Regions from separate parts of the Bombyx mori genome. Here region 1 is linked to region 2. A link is a contact called in public Hi-C data. All regions are on one chromosome and are shown on one strand. The core of a region is the stretch at or near the end of the contact, and the rest is flanking DNA. Distances in the headings are between cores, read along the strand shown.

Region 1 (6,066 bases), core at 1,191-3,690, 140 kb after region 2:
GCTTTGATCTCAAGGGAATTACTGAATTTATAGTTGGTGTTTATTGTCGGTCGACGTTTCACCCAAAAATCGTTATGTTGTGAAGAATGTAAGGTTGGATCCGGGTTCTGTGTGTATTAAATTAGGTAATTATATCATGGAGCGAACTGAATATATATATCTTCGCATTTCTGTGCGATAAGTTTTTTTTTTTTCAATTTTTTTTGTTCGTATTAATCAAGACTTACCCGCTATCTTATAATGCACATTATTATTTAATTTTCGTATTTCGTCTTCATTCAATGTGATTGAGCGTGTGCACTAATCATGTGTTGGACGTCGCGCGTGTGGGACGTCGATATATCGACGACAGTCACTTTGTTCAGAATTCATGTGGCAATATTCTATTTGGGTAGTTAATTTTAAAGTTTCGCTTACTAAGTAAGTCATGTTCAGTCGCTCGGCTTGAAGACGCACGAGGAAGGTTTTTGAGCTATAGTTATTAAATTTATGTATTTATAATGCAATGATGCTTTTGAAACTGAATTGAATTCTTATTGTAAGTATAAAAATTAATATTAATATTCATAGAAAAAAAAAAAGAGTTCTCAGTGGTTTTTCTTTTCTTCTTCTGTAATTTGTATGGTTAAACGATTTGCGTACGCAATTTGACTTGTATTCAGTTAAGGTCACAACCCTGTTCAAAAGATACGAAAATATTTGTTAACTCATAATTAAATAAAGCTTATTATAAGATACTAGTTTTATTCTTTATGATTTCGTTTTGTCGCCGCGCGCCCGCTGTATTAAAGTTAAGTCATTTTTAGAACAAAACTGGATGTTCGGTGTATTTAAGATTCTATAATAACGACAATCTATACATATATAAATGAATTGCTGTTCGTTAGTCTCGCTAAAACTCGAGAACGGCTGGACCGATTTGGCTAATTTTGAACTTAAATTATTTGTGGAAGTCCAGAGAAGGTTCAAAAGGTAGATAAATATGAAAATGCTCGGAATTAAATAAAAATAACAATTTTGTTTTACCTTTGATGTGTCCCCCGTCGGACGGATTCCTTTTGTTTGTTTTAAGTTTATTTTATACAAAAGCTTAGGTCTTTTATTTATCGATTGAGGCACTACGAAGTCTGCCGGGTCAGCTAGTGATAAATAAAAATAATGTTTGAGCTAAAGTTTAGTTTAGCTGCTAAACTCGACATGAATTCTTTAGTAAGAATACGTTTTTCTTTAAAAGTTTTGGGTTTTCCTCTTCTGTGTCCCAACAAGTCGGTTCCCGTTGCACCGTGATAAGTATAACAGACACTTAAAGTCAAATGCCTCTTTATCTATAGTCGGTCACTTCATTATATTTGTATTCACGACACTAATAAGCTTTAAGACTACATAATTTCCAAGATCCTTTATTTAAATATGTTTTAATCTAAACTAAACTTTTGTAATATGTAGTTTATAGAAGAGCTCATGAGAATTAAAGTATCCCAATGAAAGACAAATCTTTTCAATAAAATATTTATTCGAACCAAAATAATCAGTATAGGATAACACAACAGTGAATCTTGTCCGCTCTGTAAGTAGATAATATAAAATAATCTAAAACTAATATTGAGATAGAACTATACTTTTACTAGAACAATTAAATCTGTAACTAAAATGTAATTGCACCCAAAATAAAATGCTTAAAATTATAGATAGACATGCACAGTGAAAGTGTAATTTCTCTGTAAAAAATATAAAAATTGATTGTATATATATTAATTTTGACTTTTAAAAATAAATTATAAACTCTCCGCATATAGTAATTTAATATAAAATTATAATCTTAATTTACGTAATAATCATTCTTCACAATCTCACTAACACATAAAATCTAAAAGACTAAAATTATTAAAATAAAAATTGATCTTAAAATATGGAATCATGAGTCACATACATCGTCTTCACAAATAAAAAAAACACAAATATTCAGGAAACAAATCTAATAGTAAAATTATTATTAAAAGGTAACAAAAAAAAAGTAAACGGAATTTTTAAAGGAATTAAATAATTGTATATTTAAAAGTTATTAGCGGTGCCGTTGACAACAAAACTCCTGACTTCGGTCGTGTTTCTGGTCTCGTGGTCGGATACCTCCTCAATGACGATGTCTTCGTTTTTGACGGGTATCGGCGGCATAATGTCGAACAATTCTCCTAATTTCCGTCCCGTGGACAGCAGTGTGTTCGTCAAGAAATCCTCAGTGAGATCCGGTTTGATTTTCGCTTCGATCTTGTAACTGCCGTAATTCTCCTCTTTGACTACGGGCGTTAGGTAATCCCGGCCGTCTTCGTAGTCGAATTCGAGTTTTTTCATACGTTTCTTGAGATTAGGCGGCCAGTCCTCGTCTATGGGGAGGTCGACGTAGCCGTTTGGCAGAACCTTGTGAGTGTCTAGGCTCTTGACGACCTGGTAGTCGTGGTCCGAGTGCGGGCGGTTGAAGGTGATCAGCTCGTCCATGTTGAACTCTCCATCGTCGATCACCGTCTCATCCAACGTCATTTCTACAAAAAAAAAAAACATTGTAATTTAGATAATGTCCAAACTACGAATTTAGAGTAGTGACGTGCGTAGTGAAATTCACGTAAAATCAATTTTTTTTATTGCTTGCTTAGAATGGTGGGTGTTAAATGGTTACTGGAGCCCATAGACATATAAAACGTAAATGCACCACCCACTATGAGATATAAGGTCTCAAGTATAGTTAAAACGACTGCCCCACCCTTCAAACCGAAACGCATTACTGCTTCACGGCAGAAATAGGCGGGGTGGTGGTACCCGCGCGGACTCGCAAGAGGTCCTACCACCAATAAAGATAGTAGGTACTGTTTACATTTTCGATTGAGCTGAAATTATGAAAATAATGATTTTTTTTATTGCTTAGGTGGGTGGACGAGCTCACGGCCCACCTGGTTTAAGCGGTTACTGGAGCCCATTGACATCTACAACGTAAATACCCCACCTTGAGATTTAAGTTCTAAGGTCTCAGTATAGTTACTATGTAATTTCCCGCTCGCTTCCATTTGACATTAACCTACGTAACATGTCGCTTATGTGCGTTCGTTCTGTGCATGTTTAATTATCACAAAATAATAACGGCAGCAGTATAACTTTACAGATAATCTAATTTTCCTATATAATTTAATTTATTTCTTGTTATTATATTACCACCTATTTATCCAAAGTATCATTTTCTGATCTACTTTGTTAATACATTAGCAATTACCTTAATGTATTTTTTCATGCAAGAAAATTTAAACAAATCAGTTATGTAATGCACTAGTTGTCCATTGAACTGTTTGAAGCAATAAAACGGGCCTTATGTAAGCTCATCACCACTGAAATGAAAACGTTACGTAATTTCCAGATCCGATACTCATTGTTCGTTTAGAATCTTTTGCAAGTTTCTCCAGTAATCAAAGTGGGTTCATGATTCATTTTGAATGTAAATGACAAAAAATATCTTTACAAAAACTATATGACTTCGACATGAGCTTTGTTTTTTTTTTGGCGAGGTGCTTCGTAAACTCTTCTTCTTTTGATATTCTATATCGAGGGGTGAAATACTATTTGTTTTAAGCAAAATTTTTGCAACTTCATAGGAGAGCCATTAAAGTTTTAAAATTAGGAATAATATCATAACAAAAAAAAAAATCGGTACGCGTGCAACTTGGTGCACGTGAATGAAGTGAAACTTCTTTTTCGATGTGTACCTAGTATTATGGTTTTCTTCATTTTTCATCCTTAAAACAGATTGTTCTTGTAATAGGGAACGCTGTGTATAAGAGATGCGACATCTTCAACATTTATATTATATTTTTTAAATTATAGATAGAAAAATAAATATACATATACCGCTACCGCTCACACCGGCCTGTAACAGGTATACTACGCGCATGCGTTCGAGTGTCACGTATTAACTCTCGATCTGTCTCTTACTATTCCATGGTAGCGTTAAACGTTTAACGCTACCTTGTTAGAAGTCACATTAGAAGTTTTACTTCAAAAAAACTTCTTTAGCTATTTGAATGAGGTAGTAAACTTAATCGAAGTTCAATTGAAAACATCGAATTGTTGATACTGATACCAAAGAAAACGGATCTTTAATTACAAAGATATATCGCTTAATCCAAATAGCCTTTCACCCTTTAATCTATACTAATATATAAATCTGCTGTGGTTTTTACGGATGTTCCGTTATAACTACTGAACTATGCATCCGATTGACTTGAAACTTGGTATCCATGTGAAAAATACATGTACTTAATTGATAGGCTAAAATTTATATGAGTGTCGGACTCCCTAATAATAATGACAATAAATAATAATGTTAATTTTAAATGCCCAGCGAAGCGGGCGAGTACGGCAAGTATTATTATATAGACGTACTGTTGGTGGCGGAGAGTAGAGCCCGCGTGACTGCGGGGGAGGCGGGCGCGGCGGGGGAGGCGGGCGAGGCGCGGGGCGGGGCCTCGTCGCGGAGGGAGGGCAGCGCCACTAGCGCCACGGACAACAGCAGCACTAGCAGACACGTGGCCGGCTGGGCAGACTTGTTCGTACTGCTACCACTCGCACCCTTTAATACGTTCTGTAAAGATTCAAACGAAAACATAAATTAAACCTGTACCCTAGAAATACCAATTCTATATTTTACTAGCCGACCCGGCACACTTCGTAGTGCTGCAATCGATAAATAAAAGTCCCTAAACTTTTGTATAACATAAACTTAAAACAAACAAATCTGTCCGACGGGGGAGGGGGGGTACACATCAAAGGAAAAACAAAAATAGTATTTTTATTTAATTCCGAGCATTTTCATATTTATCTACCTTTTAAACCTTCTTTGGACTTCCACAAATAATTCAAGATCAAAATTAGCGAAACTGGTCCAGCCGTTCTCGAGTTTTAGCGAGACTAACGAACAGCAATTCATTTTTATATATATTCTATATTTTATTGTGGGTAACAAAAATTTACAATTAGGATTTGACGGTAATTTTCCGCGTAATAAAGTAATTTGAAGTGACGGCGCCATCTAGTGTCGTTCAGATGCAATCAACACCTTACGGTATCGAAAACTAAAGATTGAAAATTTTCGAAATCTCCGTTATCGTAATGAAAACTCACGTTTTCGATTAGTAAAAAAAATAATAAAAAATGTAATTTCTCTCAAGTTTCGTTATGAAAATAATAGTTCAAAAAAACTAAAAAAAAACCGCTTTTATAGAAAATCCAACTAAAAAATAGAAAATAATAAATTTTAATATACTTGAATTAAAAATAGTGTAAGAAAAAATGATTTTATTGTAAAAAAGCGTCAATCCGAGGTTTGGAAGAGGGTCAAAATCATGTTCAGAGATTCCGTTACATATTAACATAGATACGTCTGAAGATAATAAAAGCGTATTAACGACTTTCATTGAGTAACAACTGTTACTTGTAACAAGTACACTTTCCTTAAAAAAATTTAATTAAAATTGTGGGTAGGTTCAACCACAGTCCGATGATTTACCTGTAAACGTTTCAACTGAGCACTCAGCGACTGGTTCTGTGACTGCAGTATTTTTATCCTCCTAATTAACGTCTGGTTCTCTGCGGTACACTGTTTTACCCTGAAACAAAAGTATTTGTTAGTCTTTCCCTATTATTGCGTCATATTTAAGAACTAAATTACTCTTTGGTGTCTTATAGCAATATTTTAAAACAATTTTCGATGTTATTTACATCCTATTCTACTTCTAACATAGAATAGGTTAGTGATATTTATAACATACCGACACATACACATATCTATGTGAATATGAGTAAGGGGTGATCAGATCGCTCATAAATTAGTTACATAATTAATTTACTAAAATTTATATAAACTGAAAGCAATTATCATTATAATATTAGTAATATAAAACAGATTAGTACTGTTTTAGTATTGACGTTTGAAGTTACCGGACGTCTAGTCAGTTGTCAAAAAGTTTTTGACCTCGCGTTTTATTTGATTTTTGCCAACATTACGTGTTTTTGTTTGTTTGTTAAAGT
Region 2 (5,752 bases), core at 1,538-4,037:
TCACAAGAGGTCCTACCACCAGTAAGTAATACATCTATTCTAATAACCTCGAGGGGTTATTCTAGATTCACCGAATTAGTAAGTGAGCTTACGGGGCTCAAACCGGGAGTATTGCTAACACTGGCCTTAGCAAGAAGTGCCTCGCAGATTTTACCACCGGTTCGGAAACGCGACCCAATGAGAACATCCAGCGAGAAATTCAATGGGCTGGGTATTCCGTATAATCAACGAAATGCATAGAAAAAAAGTTAACTATAATTGTCTTTGTCTATTTAAAAATTGACATATCTCATAGACTGGACAACTTGTTGACTACAAACTAAAAAAAAAATTGTAATTATTATTTTTATCATTCAGGTGTACCGTCGAACCCCGACTTAAGTTCATCGACAAGGCCGAGAAGTAATTCACTAGGGAACGATGAGCCAGATTCGCCTATTACTGTGTCGGATAAAAGACAGGTCTGTATTCAATTAAACATTAAAATGAATAAACGGAAATTTATTTTAATGTCCATGAGTGTTATTTTTTTTTTATTTTTTTTTTTATTGCCCTTGTAGGCAGACGAGCATACGGCCCACCTGATGGTGAGTGGTTACCGTCGCCCATGGACTTCAGCAATGCCAGGGGCAGAGCCAAGCCGCTGCCTATTTGACCTCACACTCCATTGTTGATGAATTGAATACCAGTTTTTGACTTTTTATCGGGTTCCCGTGGGACGTGACATAAAACGTGGTATAACAAAACGCAACTGATATGGAATAACAAAATGCAACTGACAGCTAAACGTTCTATGGTTAAATAAAGTAAAATTTTGAAGTTGACCAGTTGATATGTTTGAAACAAACCGTGTGGCGGAACAAAGTTCGCCGGGTTCGCTAGTTATTAATATAATCGTCATTAGAAAAGTCTAGGCCAGGTTGTATATGCGTATTCTTATATATTATGAGTTTATTGACTGCTTATTATTTTTAGACTATCCACGTCAGCCCTGACAGTCCATCGGATCTTCGCATTCTAACGAGATCAGAAAGTTTCGCGGGAGACGCTCAAATAGTGCAGAACTTGCAGAGGCTTTCGTTTACGGGTAAGCTTTATTTGTTCTATCATCTACATAGAATGTTACATTCAATTACGTTAGAATTCTTCGAATTTAATATAAACTAAAATTCGATGGATATTTAGTGTGTAAGGAATCGTTTTTCAGGTAGCGTTACTCCTCAAAGCATAAGGATAAGATTTTTGGGTGAACAATTTTACTTATGTTTTTCATCGAGCGTGCTGTTAAATAATTAAAATACAGGCGTCCGGTCTTTCGGGGTCAACGGCGTCTCTTAAAAATGAGTTAGAAAAGTTATATTTTCTAAATCGATGAGTAATCAATCATCATTAGCTTACCTAGTCATTGAATGTTTTTTTTGGTTTGCTTGTGAGGGAGCGTGTTACCATCGTCACAGCTACTGAGACGTTAAATTAAATCAGAGCTTGGAAATTTACAGTTCAGCAAACGCGCAGCACTTTTACTTAATTAAGATTAAGCTTAAGGCTGATGTTGACCGGCTTTAGCACCAGGCTCTTCAGTATACGTCGCTACTTCGATTGCGTTACAATAACGGATATATCGTGACCAAAAAAAACTTGGTGCTCGTGAATGAAGTGAAACTTCTTTTTCGATGTGTAGTATTGTGGTTTTCTTCATTTTTCATTCTTAAAACAGATTGCTCTTGTAATAGGGAATGCTGTGTATAAGAGACGCGACATCTTCAACATTTATATTATGTATATTTTAAATGATAGATATAAAAAAATATATTTTTTTTTAATCCTTCTTGGACGCTACTCGTTGCTAAGGCTCGCGCTGGCCTGTAACAGGTATACTACGCGCAAGCGTACGAGTGTCACGCATTCACACTCACTCTGTCTCTTTCTATTTCTCCTCCCCAGAAACGTTAAACCCTTAACGCAACCTTGTTGGAAGTCACATTAGAAGTTTCACTTCAAAAACAATGTAGAAACTTTGTTTTAGGTATTTCGAACGCGAAAACGAAGTGTTCGAGGGCGTTGAGCTTCCCTGAGGAATCTGACAAGGACGTGGATGTTGAGACGTTGAAAACATCGAAGGCTTCTCCGCTCAGGTCAGAATTTTATTGATATATAGAATTTTTTTAACCGAGTATTTTTTTTATTTTCATCTTCTAAATTATTCTACATTATTCTAAAACATAAAAGTTTCTTATTCACGACTTTGGTTCAGTTAAAACAAAATATTATATATGAAACGTGTGCTATCGGTTTTTATATGTGAATTCTTATAAACTTTTGGGACGTTACGAAATAAGGAAGATCTTCCCTCGAGCAGGTGAAATCGGTAGACCGACGTTATGAATGTATACGCAATCTTATCTTGAAAATATTGTTATTACGATTCAAGCATCTGTCAAATATTTTCTGTTCCATGAAATCCACCAGTACAAACTTACAAAGTGAAATAATAATACAAAAATTTGCTAGCGAAACACATATTTTTCTGAATGCTCCTGTTATATATATTTTTATTTGTAGACAAACACACATATATGAATATTGCGTAATCGCATTAGACGATACATTATTTACAATTAACCATGTATTAAATAAGGTTTCTTTATTTGACATCGCAGAGTATCGCCAAGAACACCAGTACTAAGTGACGACCCCCTGGGTGCCCTGAGCGTCCCCCCTGTCCCGGACGAGGCGGCGCCCCCGCGCACCCCCTCCCCCGCGGACCCTCCTCTGCCGAAGCACGAGCTTAGCGTCAGCCCTAAGCTCTTCCATCGCCGCAGCAACTCCTTCCAGGATGATCCGCCCGAACAGTTAGGGTATACATATTCCTTTTTTATTTACTCATTTTGCACCCGTAAACACTCAACTTTTATTTATATTATTGATAGCTTTATCAATTTATTATTGGGAACCAATTTTTTTATTTCTTAAATTGGTGCACAAGCTCACGGCCCACCCAGTGTTAAGTGGTTACCGTAGCCCATAGACATCTACAACGTGAATGCCGCCACCTTGAGACTAGAGTTCCAAAGGCCTCAGTTCAGTACAACGGCTACCCTACTCTTCAAACCGAAAAGCATTACTGTTTTACGCCAGAAATAGGAAGGGTGGCGGTACCTACCCGTTCGGACTCAGAAGACGACGACTTACCACCAGTAAATTTCGTAAAGAAAAATGTCTAGAAGCCGATTGTCCCACCTTGAACCGGACCCATTCAAACATAAAAAACAATTTTCGTACTTAATGCAGAAGAATTGGGTATTTCGGATTACACCATTTTTTTTTTAAGTATCTACTTCCTAAATTTCAACATAATTATAAACAGTATCACGTATAAAAAAGAATCTTAAATGAAAGTGCTCGATAAAATAAATGAACTTATTAAATACCTAGTCGCCCCCCACACCGCCCCCACAGCGGCGGGTTAGGGGGGCGACGCGTCCGTGTGACAAGATAACCTCGATAGTTTCCTGTGCGCAGGAAACTGCACAGGAGCGAGACGGTGCCCGCCGGGACGGTCTCCTCGAGCCTCGTTAGCCTTGGGAACACTCTGAAGCTCAATTTCGGGTGAGTCACAAAACAATCGCGCTTGCATTAGCAGCTCTGTTTACATACATTAGAAGTGTAAAGGCTAAAACAGCGATTCCCGATTAAGTTTGAAATGAGAAAATAAATACGAATTAATACAGTACCCGGCGATAAATATTGCACATCGATTTTTGGAAAGAGATAATCGAGTATTTGCGTAGTCGTAGAGCGCTATCTCTGTCGCACACTACCCGTGCGACGTTTGTCCTAGACCGGGGTAATGTGCGGTCGGATTTTTAGTGTTTCGAGCGAAAGAGACAATGCTATACGAAACCGAAATTAGCTGATTGTCTCTTTCTAAAAATCGATGTGCGATTTTTATCACCGGTAAGAAATATTTTTCACATTACAAATTGAAAATCTGTTAAGCATTCGACAAACAGAACGCGTACTTAGCGCCGCGTACTTAACGTCGCGCTCTTTTCATGTCACACCAATTGACTAGATGAGTCTTAACGCTCCTCGACGCAACGTATTCGCCAAATCATAGTGCCTTTCGATAGCAGTGTGAAAATTTAAAAGTATTAAGAAATCGAGTGATTCAGATGTGGCATTGTATAAGCATTGGTATTTTCTAACTATTTATATCATTTTTTCGGGCATTATCTAGTATTTTAATACACATTCACTCGGACGCTAAAATAAAATTTGTAAAAAATTTCAACGCCTGACGTCAAAGCGTCCTAATGCCGCGACATAGCGCTGCGTACTTATAGCGTTGGGGCTCTGTTTGACGGTATGTTACTATATTAGTACAACACATCACGGGGTCATAGCACGGAGTCAGTTTAGCGCTCTGACGCGCGCTAATTACGCGTTCTGTTTGACGAAGGCTTAAATGCCTTAAAAGTTAATAATATAATTTTTCTTGTTTTATTGAGTGCTTAAGATTACCTCTGGAGCTCTAATTGGGAAACACTGTACTAAATCATTAAACAAATCGCTTGAACTGAATTAAACTTGTTACACATCTTGAAGTCACATCATGTTTTAAGGTGGCTGCACTTCAAAAGAAATATATTAAAAAAAAACTGCCAATAAATGTAGTTCCATTAAAATTTATTATTTTTCCTTTGCTTTGTAGATTTACAATAAAAAAAAACCAATCTCATAAAATTCGATGTAACGAAATTCTTGAGTAGCGTTTTAATTTTTTTCGTATGTGATCAATTTGTGTATGTTTTTTTATTTGCATATTTTTATATATACTATTTATATATATATATTTTATAATTTAACCGCACAGCAAGTCGCGTATGCTAGCTTATTTATTTCCTTAGACGCTATTCGCCTGCACGGCTGTCGTTGCGAAAGGAAAACATGAAAATCGGAAAGGCTATGATCGAGAACTACTTCAGGTGAGACCTTGGAGCTTATTGTGTCTTTATAACGACCGCAGTTTTGTTTGCATATAACAAAAGTTTAACTTTCACATCGAATATAAGTTTCGTTCGCCTCGCAAAAACTTTTATTATTTTAATACATTTTAAAATCTCAACTATTTTTTTATTGTTTATGTATATATTTCGTTAAATTACTCCAGCCTCTTAGACATTGATTTTTTCGATGTCACAGTATTAACAAAAATGACGGTAACTTCGAGAGAAAAAAAAATTCGAAATATAAATAATTTGATCAGTTTTTCCGTACGCGAATCTGTGATATTAAGAACAGCACAAATGAATATAATATGTTAGATTAACTATTTTAGTTTGATTATATTATAATACTAGTGGTCCCCAAGTAGTCGAAATTCGACTATAATTAATTGAAATTTTAAGTTTGAACATTATTATGGTTCTATGGTCAAAGACTTCTATAATCTTCTATAATCTTACTTCTATAATCACAGATTTCGCCAAGACTACACTATAGGCAAATAATATTAAATTTTTTTTTTTTTTTTTTTTTTTTATTGCCCTTGTAGGCAGACGAGCATACGGCCCACCTGATGGTGAGTGGTTACCGTCGCCCATGGACTTCAGCAATGCCAGGGGCAGAGCCAAGCCGCTGCCTACCGTTTAATACTCTCCACAAGCCTCGTTTGAAGAAGGACATGTCATAGCGCTCGGGAAACACCGTGGAGGGGAGCTCATTCCATAGCCGGATGGTACGTGGCAAA

Evidence for each region. A called contact is a pair of places that touch in the nucleus more often than the background predicts.
Region 1: a Hi-C map of posterior silk gland shows a contact between it and region 2, with 1.7 times the contacts expected there. The contact joins two enhancer-like sites. A contact is called at or near these places in 2 of 7 Hi-C or Micro-C datasets (posterior silk gland and whole pupa).

Annotation. Positions count from the first base shown.
Region 1 is chr21:5,843,346-5,849,411 of ASM3026992v2, forward strand. LOC101735428 (cyclic AMP-responsive element-binding protein 3-like protein 3-B) reads right to left here. Exons shown (of 8, transcript XM_012693370.4): 6 at 5,546-5,645; 7 at 4,423-4,621; 8 at 1,496-2,537. The coding sequence ends at 2,053. LOC101739040 (casein kinase I) reads left to right here. Exons shown (of 13, transcript XM_062674689.1): 13 at 1-737. Among protein-coding and RNA genes, the nearest start is that of Mir2794, 5.5 kb to the left of the region's middle. Within about 2 kb of position 2,441, at least 1 of the 8 cell types and tissues checked has open chromatin away from gene starts, as enhancers often do.
Region 2 is chr21:5,699,439-5,705,190 of ASM3026992v2, forward strand. It overlaps LOC101738898 (DENN domain-containing protein Crag), which reads left to right. Exons shown (of 34, transcript XM_012693346.3): 22 at 358-461; 23 at 976-1,087; 24 at 2,027-2,135; 25 at 2,661-2,858; 26 at 3,535-3,609. Among protein-coding and RNA genes, the nearest start is that of LOC101746488, 17 kb to the right of the region's middle. Within about 2 kb of position 2,788, at least 3 of the 8 cell types and tissues checked have open chromatin away from gene starts, as enhancers often do.